Regions from separate parts of the Mus musculus genome. Here region 2 is linked to region 1. Evidence: chromatin contacts called from public HiChIP or PLAC-seq data. All regions are on one chromosome and are shown on one strand. The core of a region is the stretch at or near the end of the contact, and the rest is flanking DNA. Distances in the headings are between cores, read along the strand shown.

Region 1 (7,044 bases), core at 2,784-5,283:
TTTTTTAAGTGCTATCTTCACAGAAGCATTTAGTCTCCTAAGAACAACAACAAAAAATCGTTTCAGAAATTTATGAGGGAAGGAGAGAAGAACAAACAACTTAGTATTATTTAATGAGCATGGGTTATGAGTAAAAATATGAAAGTGAATGTATTAAATGAAATTCCCAAAAGACTTTCTCTGATATTGCTAAGTTGCGTGCATGCATGTGTGTGTGTGTGTGTGTGTGTGTGCACCTTCATTTTCCAGAACACTGATTCCATATCCTTAGAAGGGTCACAGCTGCTGCTGGCATGTTTCGAGAGGGAGCCTTGAGGACGCCCCAGTGCTTTAAGCTAGGGAACAGCAGAGATTGAATCTGAAGTCACCATCAGAGAGAGAAAAAGAACAGGTTACAAAAGATGGGCAAGGTGCCTGGAACTTCATGCCTGTGTTGTCTCCTTTGTGTAAAAGGGGAAATCCAAGAATCCATGCCTACCTCTGATATACCAGTGCATCCTTGGCTTATTGGAGTAAAGCTAAGAGAACAATGACTACATTATTTCATAAGCTACCCTTTGATCCAGTTTGGAACTAGTATTTGTTTTATTCCACTTTGTACTGCCTTAATGGAATGCCTGCAACTGGGTAATTGTAGTTGACAGAGACTCATTTCTTAAACTTCTGTAAGCAGGGAAGTCCAAGGTCACGGAGCCATATGGTAAGGGTCTGCTTGCTGTATCATACCGTGGCAGAAGCCAAAAGCCCATGCAAAAGTACAAACACGTGAGGGAGCAAACTCAGCCTTCCCCTAGGAACCCCTCCCTGAATGACTAACTGACTCTTGCAATAAGGGCATTAATCCATTCACGAGGCAGAGACTCATGAGCTGTACACAAAGCTGTTCTATTTCTCACATACAAATTTCTCAAGCTCAAGCAGTGCTGTTATTCTTTTCTATCTCTAGATGTTATCTTATATCTTTAGAGCCTCTTTCAAATGCACAGGTCAGTGATCAACAATACAGAGGAACCCTGAGGTTCTTGTCTGGAAGTGCTGTAAATAGCAATTAGGATAACGTTTTTCCACACCCAACATTGCATTCTTGGGAGAGGGACATAGATAGCTTAGAGGGCAGGAAGGAAAAACACTAGAATGGGTCATTGTCTACTGTGTAGGAGCTGCTCTGCTGGGTCTTTACAGTGTATATCTCTTTATACATTTTTATAACTCTGCAGTGTGTGTGAAATGACTGCTACTTCATGACTGCACAGCAAAGCTTAGAGACTGAATCAACTAAGAACGGAAGAATTAAAAATCCACAGCATCTAGTCAGAGCCTGTTATGTAAGAGTAAGGTAAACAATTCAAAAAGACACGTCAGAGGGTTTTCTGCCCCCAATAGAAGATCATCCTATCCATGTAAGAAAAAACTATATAGCTGCCTGAATCAGAATGTGACAGAAAAACAGAAAAACAAACAAACAAAAAAGTGACAGAAGAATCTGGCAAAAGAATTTTAAGGGGTGTAACGTCAGTGATTTCAATAAGCTTGCCTGGGACTGAGGAGGCAGCTCAGTGGTTAAAGCATTTGTCAAGCAGGTTTGAGCCGCTGAATGCTAATCCCCTGAATCCATGTGGAGCTGGGGATGGTAACGTGCTTTGTATAATACCATTGTTGCCTCAATGAAATAAGAGAAGGAGACATCAGAATCATCGTAGGTTTGCACGCACACCCAGGGGTGAAAGACAGGCAAACCGTCTCAAACCAAGAGGAAGGGAAGGGTAACATTTGAGGTTGTCCTCTGAGCTCCACAAGCATCCTGTCGCTCCTGCAGCCTCACAAACATGAATATGTATATACCCATATGTAAGTATTAAGCATGCACACATAAACAAACATGTACACAACAAACAAATAGATACATTTTCTTAATATGTGAAAAACATTTAGACAGATGATATTTTTCGCTTTTATCCAACAGACAACTGTAAATGCTAGTTTTTGGTCCAAAGCAAAGCAAAAACAACTATATGAAAAATTCTCCTAAGTGAAAAATTATAATGTTATTATTTTCTGAAAACCCAGAAAACTAGACATCCAATAAATGAAGTAAGCAGGATTTTTTTTTCAAGTTGACTATTGGAAAAATGGAGAAATCATAAGTTAAAAATAGAAATTAAATCTAGGAATTAGTGGAAAGATAATTATTTGTCATCAGAATCCACTGATTACAAATGTATAGCATATTGTGAGGAACATATTGTGTAAATTGTCTTTATTGTTTTTTTCTATGAATAAATATTATGTTTGGAATTTTTTGAGATTGTAATACAATTATAACATTTCTCCTTCCAAATCCTCACTCTCCTTTAAATTCATGACCTCTTTTTTCCTTAATTGTTGTTGCATGCAGGTATGTATGCATATATACATATACATATTCCTAAATATACATATACAGATATATAAATATACACATATACATACCCACATAAACATTTATACATATACACATATATGCATAAATATTCCTAAATATAACCTCTTCAGACTATATAATGTTCCTTTTACTTATGCTTTTAAGGTTGATCAGTTGGTGTTGGATAACCAATTAGTGTGTTCTTCCCTGAGAAAGATCATCTCTCCCACTCCTAGCTTTGCTCACTTATCAATAGTTCCTTGTTTAGGGCAGAGACCTCAGGGACTCCATCCACTTTGAAAGTCCATTGCTATCATCTTTGTCCATCCTTGTTCATTTCACATTGGACAGTCAGGTTGGTTAGATCTTTTGAGTGTAGCTTCTGATGTTGCTAGGAGATAGCACCTCACAGCCAATAAGGGAGTGATTCCAGTTCAGATGTGGGGAGCAAACTCAGAAAGCAAAGCAGGGGACATAGAGAACAGTTACACACAAAGGACGAATGTCCTGACACAGGAAGTGGCACAGTAGAAATAGTACGAGTGAAAAAAATGTCTCTTCAAAAAGACTGTTAAATAAAATTAATGATGGTGATCTGGCTGGAAGGAGACAATGCTGTTCTACAAGAGAAGAATGGAACCTCTTTCATTTAAGCACTGCCTGCCTATGTTTCTGAGTGCCATCTGATACACTACCAGTGTGAAATGGTTCCAAAGAGCAACCACCAAATCTATTCAGGACATTGATAGATTAATAGATTAATAGAAACTATCTAAGATATTACATAAAAGTTTTTCATATTCTGAGATGCAGAAATTATTAGGAGTAAAGATGGCCTGCATGCTTTTTTTTTTAATCTGACCACAAAGCAGTTAATGTGTGGTTAGCTCTGAGGTCTCACATCTGAGCTATTGTTGAGACAAGTTAATTTCTCCTGTTTCTAGAACATTCCTGTAAGTTCTTCTTCAGTCTCAAATACAGGGCAAAATGAAAGCCAAACAAAACAACAAACAAACAACAACAAAACCAAAAACCTAAAACAAAGAAAATCAGTTTCTCGTCTTGAAGAAGAAGCCAGCACTGAACTCTACAGGGTTCAGTGAATCTATGTGTATCAGACACAGCTGAACATAAATTATCTATTAACTTTTGATATAATCCTGATTTTTCCAACGGTGTGATAACTCACAGCAGTCCTCTACTACATTGCCAGAATCACACAGCCAATAAACATCAGAACAGGATATAACCCCAGCCCATCTATCTGAGCCACCCATGCATTTAAAGAGCCTGCCTCATCATGTCCTAACACAGGACAAGCATGCTGCCTCTTCTGTATGTCCTTTTTCCATGTCCCACCTTCACATTCAGTGCTGGCCCAGAACTTGTGGTATTACATTAAGATACGGCCAGGAAGGGTCATAGGTGAGAGAAGAGCAATCCCACACCTACCCGTTTCTACAGCTGCACTGTTTCTTCCTTCAGATGAAGTTCGTGCTGTTATATAAAAGGAATGTTACCCAAATGCCTCCAGCATGAGTTTCCTTTTAAAGGAGAAATAGAAGAATGAGGCGTTTGGTTTTCCTTTGTTTGCCTGTAGCACCTATGTTAAGAATTTGTCCTTAAACCATGACTCACTCATTCTTGGAGCGAAGTACAAGGAAGTGAACAGATATAATACTTCTGTGAGATGTGGGCTTGAGCTTGTGTGGGAAAGATTGAACTGGGACCGTTAAGGCAACGTTTCATTCAAAACCCACCAATCCACCCCACCCTGCCCCTTCCCCAACAGTTCCCAACATGACTGTTGTTCCAGAAGGCCCATTTTCGGTCTTGCATGACTATCAAATATTCAGACAAGTGATATCTAGTTCCTTTGTATGTGGTTGCTTGCTGGATTGTTAAGGTTTATAATTATTAACTGAATCATTGGCTAGTTGTTCAGTAGGCAGTTGGATTGGGAATAGTTATTTACAGAACAAAAGCAGATGGCAGGACAAGTAGTTTAGATAGAGTGCAGGGTATATAAGCTTGAAAAGTATTGAGTTTTTGCAGATGGCATGGCATTAAGCTTTCAACTTAACCCACTGCATTTTAATTCCCTCGCTCTATAAGTGCATATGCTACCGGTAGAAAAGATCCTGTTAGAATACCAAGATCCCAGTTCTCAGTATATCAAGAACCATTCTAGAAAGTGACCCATTTGGGCAACTCCTAGCCCCCGACCTCTTCATCGCCAGCAATGTGGCTGCCTAGAAACTTCTCAGTGTAATTCACTGGCAACAGGGAGTTCCATGAATACCAGTGAGTCATCCTGCTGGCTACTGTGATCCACAAGTGGGATGCCTAGGTGCTCAGGATGTTTGCTTTGGAAGGAACTCACCCAAAGAATTTCTTTCCTTTGCATGAGACAATGAAGAGTGGGAAGTCACTCTGGGTGTGATTGTTTATCTCTCTTCTTTTATATCCATTGTTTAATTCCTGTGAAAATGCAAGTCCTGAAGCAATGAAAATTTAAGAATTTAGGAGGACCCTATAGAGAACAAAAATTTCAGTTGCCTGTGCTTATCCACTCATGAGGTCCTAATGTTCATTAAAAAACAAAAAAACAAACAAAAAAAAAACAAAGAAAGAAAGAAAAGAGAAGAGAAGAGAAAAGAAGAGAAGAGAAGAAAAGAAAAAGGCATCCTGAACTTCCTGCAAATTCTTGGCTTACACTGGAAATCAGTGTTATCACCCAATAGTGCCTGGTTATCAAAATGATACAACCCATGAATACTTCAATACCCTCCTGATTTCTGAATCAAGACTCAACAATACCACTCCCACTTGCACCACCGTCACGACCACCATCAGTACTACCACCACAAAAACCTATCACCAAGTAACATGTAAGTACCAAGTAACACAATAGCCAAAGGGAAATAGTTCAGACACAATTCTTTTATGTAGCAAAATGATTGGTGTGTCTTACTCTGTGGCTCAAGACTATCAGGGAAGTAAACTAATACTGATGTAATTCTCCCTCATTTCATTCATCGCCACAGACTGGGCAATCTCCCATGGCCAGCTGAATTCAAGCTTAGGAAACCGAGAGGCCCAGGTAGACTGCACTTTTTCTTACTCATATCCATTTGACATGTAAAAAGCATTCCCTTAAGGACTCTTGAAAATGGGCCTTCAACATCTTCTTGCCTGGAACTGAGTAAGATGGCTTTTCCTCGTGGTTGAGGAAGGCTGCAGAATGAGAATCCAGAATCTGCAGCCTTTTCTATGGAACATCGAAAAGGGAAGAAAGGCACGGTTGTAAACTGCCAGCTAGTATGATATCAAACCTGCTTCTTACCAGAGACACGGAGTTGCCTTAAACAAACAAACAAAACAACAGCACCTGCTGAGAACTCCTTGGAGAATTTACCATTGTCTTCATAACACCCAGTTGCTGCTGTTGAACAGATTTTATGACAAATCAAACATATAGAACAAAGGTTATGAAAAGCAAAACCTTGATTTGTTTCTGAATACCTGTCTGCTCCTGGATATTAAGATGTAGAAGAACAGGGATAATGTCTGCCTTGTTCATTATGGCCCTTGGGCATCCAGCACAAGGTTGACATGATGTATGTCATTCACATTTATTAGATGTAGCAATAAATGACCAAACACGAGCTTTGAGGTTAAGTGAAGAGTTTAAGAACACTAGGTGCTACCAAGGAGAGGAGAGGGAGTCATTTATTTTTTGTATGTTTGTTTCGTTTTGTTTTGTTTGATGAGTATATGGAAACACATATGCATTGGTTGTGCACAGCATACGAACAACTATCTTCTATAGTACTCTTCAAGGCATGATTAAAAGTTTTCTCTTCTTTCCATTGCACTGAGTATTTATACTTCTACTTTACATTTGCGCTTCTCATATTCTGCTTTTACGGATTGCACTTGCAGTGTTAGAGAGCGGGAAAACACCACAGTACTTCAAGGTTACCTTTCTTGATCAAAGTTTCAGAGGGTGGGGAGAGCCATGCTGTATTACTTCTAAGTGAGCTCCTGTGCTTTCCTTAACTGTCTTCCTCCTGCTGGTCCTCTTCCTCCTTCCCTCCCCTTTCCTTCTCCTCCTCCTCCTTTTGATTCATTCATTGTAATCCTAAAAAGAATACAGGATATATCTTTGTCCCCCTTTCAAGGATGATAAAAGTATTCTGTATATTAATATGTAAATCCAAAACACATGGCAGATTGCAAGCACTAGGTAGAATTTGGTTAAACTGAGAAAAATCTAGACTAACAAATAATCATCTGTTATTTCCTTTTTTAGGAGGAAAGGAGAGAGAGACAGAGAGACAGAGAGAGAGAGACAGAGAGACAGAGAGACAGACAGAGAGACAGAGAGAGACAGAGAGACAGAGAGACAGAGAGACAGAGAGACAGACAGAGAGACAGAGACACCAGGGGTATCTGTGAGGCTCTACTAAAGCTGCCTTGGATTATATGACCAGGTGGGTATGCACATCTCAATAGTGTGATTTTTAGAAAGCCTGAGGTAGATTTTGTTTTTCCAAAGATTTTTGTCTAGAGTATCCCGCATTTCATAGACATTTTACACATACGCCTCCTACATTCAAAACTGTTCCATGTTTTCTGTT
Region 2 (7,044 bases), core at 1,392-3,891, 2.0 Mb before region 1:
CATACTAACCTTCTGTGGGGACAGTGCACCAGTACTGAATTTGTGGCACAGAGAAGTCACTAAGTTAGACAAGTGTAAATTGAAATAAATAACCCACTAAATATTAAATCAGAACAACCTTAATGATTAAAAAACAATTTATTTATTTATTTATTTATTTATTTATTTATTTATGTGTCTGTATATGTACATGTATATGTTTGTTTGTTTATGTGTCTGTATATGTACATGTACATGCTGTTTGCTATGTAACATTTGTGGAGGTCAGAGGACAACTGCCTTGAGTCATTTTCTTCTTTGACCCACGTGCATCCTAAGATCAAACCTAAGTAGCCAGACTCAGTGGCAAGTGCTTTTACCCATTCAACCACCTTGCTACCTCTCTGGCTAAAATTTTTATAAAGAGGATTATATTCCGTTGCGGTTACAAAGTATCAACAAAAATCAACTTCGTGGAGCAAAGGGAATATTTTAGTTCACAATTCCTATCGTCCATCAATATGGTGAGGTTAAGTCAGGAACTTCAAACAGCTGTGCCCAACACATCTACAGTCAAGGACAGAGAGAAAGGAACGAACAGTTGTCTCCCTGCTTGCCTTCTCTGTGTTTTGCATCGTTCAGGGCCTGCTGCCTAGGGATGGAAGTCCTAAAATGGTCTCGGTCTTCTCCCACATCAGTTAAATTAATTAAGATAATACTTCATAGACATGTTCATAGGCCAACCTGATGGAGACAATCGTTCATTGAGGTCTTCTTTCCAAATGGTTCTTGGTTGTGTCAGGTTGAGAATGTAAAGGAACCTTCACTGAGATAAATGTCATCACCTTCACGTAGTGTGACTGAAAGAAAAAACAAACACATTCAGAGAGAGGAGGAAAGTACAAATCTGCAAGAAACCTTGAGTCACTGAAAGAGAATGCCTGTCAATGAATGAATTTCATTCAAGGTAACCTCTGGCATGGACAAAGAAGGAATCTGCCGAGAAATTTAAGTGCCTCAGGATTTTTGACTTCCCATGCCCATTTTAGACTCACTCTTTATGCTTGGTATTCAGCAAAGAAACCTTTATTAAAAATCATTTGATAAGATGGGTCATCTGCTTTTAAGTCTCCATAGTAGCTGGCTGGGCAGGAAAGATGTTAAAGTTGTATGTCAGAGAAAGAGAAAAAGAGAGAGAGAGAGAGAGAGAGAGAGAGAGAGAGAGAGAGAGAGAGAGACAGAGACAGAGACAGAGAGACAGAAAGACAGAAACAGACACAAGAGAGACAGAGAGAGACACAAGAGAGACAAAGAGAGATAGAGAGAAAGAGACATGGAGAAACAGAAAGAGACAGAGAGACAGGTAGGGAGATAGACAGACAGGTAGAGAGACAGAGATAGACAGGAACATAGACTGAGACACAGAGACAGCCAGAGTCAGAGAACAGAGGGACAGAGACAGAGAGAGCTAGAGATAGAGAAATTAGAAGATAACAATTTTATATTCCTGAATGGGACACACTATTCCTTCTTCATCATCCCTTTCTCCAGTTCATTCAGTTACCAGATATTCAACCACTTACTCAAGTCATAAATGTCAATTTCTGGTCTAAATATGGGTATTTGTTGATTTGTTCAATTTGGGGTGGTAAAGAAGGTTCTTTTAAAAAAATAGCCATGTTGAGAGGTAGCTAACTTACTAAGACAAACACTTAAAGAACACAACCCAATAGTTTTATTATATTCACAGAGTCATACAGCCATTTCTAGAGTATTTTTATCATCTCCTCAAACAGACCCCACTTTCATCAGTAATCATGCCTCACATGATTATGCAGTAGCCCTCTACAAAGCTTGTTGAAATCTCTGGGAAGTAAATGCTCTAGGATTGGACACCTCAGTGAGCTACGCAATATGTAAACTATTATGAGCGAAACATTTTCCAGGCGCTAGCAATAGGGGGAGAACCACAAGAGATGGCCAACCAATCTCATCTCTCTGGGAACTGATGTTGTATGCTGGAGTAGACAGATGGATTCCACGTGAAAAACAAAGTCCAGGAAAAAAAAACAAAACAAAACAAAAAAAAAAAAAACCTCTTGTTAGTGACAGAGTGAGCCAGGCTTTCTGCCACGTTACTAGTAAGTTGGGGATTGACATGTGTGTGATTTCAAAGCCTGTGTTTGCTAAAGGAGAACCTGACATTAAAATCTCAGCTGAATAAAACTTCTGGATGCTTTACTATAGCCAGCTGTGCATATCTCTGGATTTGTTGCCTTCCTAGCCAGCTGCCTTCTAAGAGTTTTCATGGTGTTTCCAAAGAAAATGTAAAGTAAACAACTCAAGGATCCTTGGTTATCAGCAGCCAATGCAAAGGCTTTTCTGCCCTGGATACCGTCAGCTTAACCAATAGTATCTTTGTTAGCAGAATTATGGGGGTGGGAGTTGGGAGAGAAGAGTCAAAGGGTAATTAAAGTGACTTACATTTCTCTTTCTTCCTGCTATAATCCTGAGGATTTGAGTTCTTCAACAAATCAAATTCAGTTTGAGTTTTAACCTTCTTACATGAAAAGCCAGGTTTAAAAATAGCCTTTCATGCCCCGGTGACTGTAAACAAACATTGGTGTGTGGAGTCGACTGAAGGGCAGCAGACATTACATAGCCCTGCAGGAATGTGGAATTTAATATAAATGGAGTGACTCTCCTACATATGTTCAGTGTCTTTGCTCTGTATTGCCGGCAGAGTTCTTTGGGGGAAGGGAGAAGAATCATCATTAAATGTTGGAGCTGAAAAGAACTTTAGAAATCATGGAGACTTTGTTGCTACATTTCTGAAGTGGAGTGACCAAGAACCGGATAGTGCTAGTGAACTAGTTTTAGTGAGAGCCAGAAACTGGGGCAGAATCAGCTCCTCCCCTATTTCTTTGAGGCCTCCGTGGTCCGATATCAACAGAATACTTGACCAATATATACTATGATATTTAAAAAACAGGGACCATCCATTCATATATCTGTGAATAGACTCCCGATTGCCATGGATATGGGATATGTCTATTTGCTGGGTTTGGGATCTTGGAGAGCTACTTTACACTGTCTGGTAAATTACAACAAAGTAGTCAATTTAACTTTTGAGAAACAAGTGTAGATCTTCTATGTTGAGTTGTTGGGACAGCCTCGTGCAATAAGTAAATAAATGTTTCAGATCTTAGTTGATATTTAAGTTGTATACACTTTCTTTTCTTTTTACCGCCTCCTTTCTCTTCAGAATGTTTCCACATTCCTTTGAGGTTTTAAAGACATTGGTGGAAAACTACCATTTCTCTGTACAACTGTAGGAGTTACTTTCCTCTTGCTGTGATAAAACACCATGATCAAGGTAAGTTATAGAAGAAAGAGTTTATTGTACTTTCTGTTCCAGAGAGGTAAGAGTCTAGGATGGCAGAGTGGAAGGATGGAAGCTGGATCAGGAAGTTCAGAGCTTACATCAGTAAAAGAAAGCACAAGCAAAAAGAAAGCAATGGCACATGGCATGGGCTTTTAAACCCCTTATACCTACCTCCAATGACATACTTCCTCCAACAAGTCTATACCTCTTAAACTTGCCCACAAAACACCACCAAATGGAGACCATGATTCTTTGCGGGGACATTCTCATCTAAATTCTGATATGGTCCAAGGTGATCATTATGGTAATTACAGCTGTTCCCATTTACTGAATGCCTTACTATATTTGAGACACTTTGTGAACATTGACTCTTATTTTCATGGAAATCTTATTATTATCCTTTCCTTGTTAGGGCTGAATAAAAGCAAGTTCAGAAGGGATGACTAATTTGAGGACCTCACGCCACATGTCTTTAAAGCCTGTGCTCACCTCTATTCTTATGTCACCTCACTGGGTATGATGACAAACATACCTTTTAGTGCTCACCATAAAGTCTTGAGAAAATAATGAGCATGGAAATACCAAATGAAACAAAATCTACTTGGGATTCTTAAACCATGGGTATAAGGAAAGAAAGGTAGACATATTCAGATAGCATAAAGAGCTATCACGAACAGAGTATAGATACAGTTTAAGTGCTAGAAATAAAAATGGACTGATTTTGGAGTTGTAGAGCAATATTCAAGTCACAACTTTGCCATGTCTGCCATGTAGCATTGAGAAGGCTTGGAGACTTCTTTCTGTACCCTTCACCTGGATGAGATCAGCAGTAAACAACAGAGATAATAAAAGGTAGGAGCTGTCAAATGAGTATTGTTGAAAGGTGATGAGTTCAACATTCACTAGCACTAATTCATTAATAATAGCATTAATTAGTTCATTCTCCTTTCAATGACTAGGTGGAATAGAAGCACTTCAGAGTCTCCCATGTATGACCAAGTCTTGATTTGACTACTGCCTACACCTGTTAAAAACAGGTGATATACTGATACTGCACAATAAAACAAAATCTACTTGTGATACTGATAAAGGTAGAAAGGGTAAAAATATGCCGGTAGCAAAAAAAGCAAAACAAAAGAAAAACCTATCATTAGCAGAGTATAGATGCAGCTTAAGTCAAGAGGAAAAATTTCAGGCTTTTCTGTAAGTGCTCATTACACTAAAGGTTGTATATTTATAATTACCACCAAGAACATTAACACACACACACATATATATATATACTCATTCTGTCAGTTGTTTGTGGAGAAATTTGCCAATAAAAATGTTACCATTATATTTATTTTTGTTACTTTACTCAATTGTGAGTCAGGAAATGGACCAAGACAATCCTGTCGAAGTCATCCCACCTTTCTACTAGATGCCTTGCCTAATACCTGTTTGAAAGGTAGCGACTAAATAATAATGATGGCTTAAGGCACACGGTCATTATGTAGTAGATATTGTGTTCAGAGTTCATATTAATACTCATATTTAATTCTGACGGTATCCTTTATTTGCTTGTTTGAGATAGTGCTGTGTCTTGCATGCCCATGCAGAAGGGATAGAGTGGTACCGTTCCTACCCCTGAAGCAGAGTTAGCAGGCTGTGGGTCTCCATGTGTGTTGGTGGTTGCTAAGAATAAGGCTTGTTTGTATAGTTTACTTTATGTCCCACCTTTGGGGGAATGTCTTCTTTGCCAAGGTTTATGACTTAATGATAATCAGAGACAGCATGAATCTGGGAGGTGAGGGTGTGTCTAATGTCCTTAGCAAGATGGTAAATGATGTGATCTTCAGCACAGCCTTCAAGGCTGTGGGAAAGAACTCGGAAAACATGCATTTAAGAAAGTCTAATTTCTCAATTACGCAAAATATAAGAATGAAATATGAATTATATAAGGGGCTTCATAGATCTAAAAGAACAGAGGCAGCTGCACTATGAGTCAGCTAGTCAGAAAGATACTAAAAAAGGAGGTGAAAAGATTTAGGGGATGGTGATCTTGGGGCAAGATGCCACCCAGGTAAGTTTATTGTTTGTGCTTACAAAGGCAGGCAGATTTCTGAGTTCAAGGTCAGCCTGGGACACAGTGAGTTTAGTCCCAGGCCTGGTGGGAATAGAAATATCAGTGTTAGATCCTGCCCAGCTAGCTTATTTTCTGTGCTTACAAAGGGAGGCAGATCTCTGAATTTGTTGCCAATTTTTAAAAAGTACTTGCTGTCTTCTAAGAATTAAGGGGCTAAGATCATATAATGCTGATTTATGGGATAATAAAACAGTAACCTGGATAAATGATTGAATTGATATGTAAATAAAAGACTGGGCTTTGGTCTGCAAGAGAGAGCTACCCAGAGAGAGCTGCTTGGAGAGTGAACACAGCTCTTTTAGAATGTTTCTAGCAGGATTTCTGACTCTAGTTGGAAAATCTAAGATTTTTTTTTTCCTAGCAGCTTTTCTGTCTTTGGTCACAAAACCCATGAGCTTTTAGAATTTTTTACAAGATTATTTATACCTTTTGTAGATGAAGAAACTAAAAAATAGAGAGATCAAGTTATGATATGTCAGGGAGCCCATATTCTCAGTGTGAGGTAGAAAAAGGAATAATTGAACAAATGAAATGACATCTCATGTGTGATGCCAGAAGATGAGTAGTTGAGAAATTAGCAGGGTACAGATAGACTGGAGCAAAAGAGTTACCTAAAAATCCAAAGAGCTTTTAGATTTTTTTTTCCTAGCAGGAGAGAGTTGTCTTCAATAGAAAGCTATCTTGAGCAGACTACAGAGCTATCTACAGAGATCCCTGGTGAGCTGTTGTGAGCAGAACAAGAGACTGTCAGCTTGTACCCACAATAGACTTTGAGTCAGTCTTTTGAGCTGAGGTGTTCCTTGGTAAGACAGAGTGTCATACATCTCATCTTGGCCGCTAATGTGTAGGCAAGTATGGCCCTGAATTTCTGATCTTCTTGCCTACACATTCTGGTACGTGCTTTATGTAGTATTAAGACTCAAATAATTGGGTCTTAGGTACATCAGGTAAGCACAAGCTGTAGGTGACAGCTACACCTACAATTCCCTCACAATCATATAATAAGCAAATAATTAACAATATTATTTATACCTTTTCTAGATGAAGAAACTAAAAAATAGAGAGGTCAAGTTATGATGTGTCAGGGAGCCCATATTCTCAGTGTGAGGTAGAAAAAGGAATAATTGAACAAATGAAATGACATCTCATGTGTGATGCCAGAAGACGAGTAGTTGAGAAATTAGCAGGGTACAGATAGACTGGAGCAAAAGAGTTACCTAATATCTGTGGTCCTTATGTAAATGGCAGGGGGCATCAGGGCTGGTAATTTCTTAGTCAGAGTTGTTCTTATGAACATTAGAAATAAGACTAGAATGGTCAATAAAAGCTGATGTTTTAAATTTCTCTTGTCTTCCTGACCAGTTTGGGCTATTACAACTCTTCTATATATGCAGCAACTCATAGTATTATTGTCTTCAGGGTAGCAACTGTAGACTCACTTCTCAAGTCTAGGCTTTCGATCACTGCTACATTTCAGTGAGGCTGTGGGTTTTTGAGAAGCATAGTTAATTGTTGTTCAATTGTTGTTAATCTTAGGTAATCCATTTATCCAGGG

What was found. HiChIP or PLAC-seq counts read pairs in DNA pulled down with a chosen protein or histone mark.
Region 2: a contact with region 1 is called in an HNF4G HiChIP or PLAC-seq map of pancreatic cancer cells. The contact joins two enhancer-like sites. A contact is called at or near these places in 1 of 39 promoter capture datasets (cranial neural crest), 2 of 115 datasets of contacts at active chromatin or transcription factors (epiblast stem cells and pancreatic cancer cells) and 1 of 9 other capture datasets (embryonic stem cells).

The regions. Positions count from the first base shown.
Region 1 is chr15:61,529,925-61,536,968 of GRCm38.p6, reverse strand. No RefSeq gene overlaps it. Among named protein-coding and RNA genes, the nearest start is that of Gm24696, 180 kb to the right of the region's middle. Within about 2 kb of position 4,033, at least 64 of the 459 cell types and tissues checked have an H3K27ac peak or open chromatin away from gene starts, as enhancers often do. A contact at or near this core is called in pancreatic cancer cells, where this site is marked.
Region 2 is chr15:63,480,003-63,487,046 of GRCm38.p6, reverse strand. Gm25702 (a small nuclear RNA gene) reads left to right here and starts at 5,771; the gene lies at 5,771-5,833. Within about 2 kb of position 2,641, at least 39 of the 459 cell types and tissues checked have an H3K27ac peak or open chromatin away from gene starts, as enhancers often do. A contact at or near this core is called in pancreatic cancer cells, where this site is marked.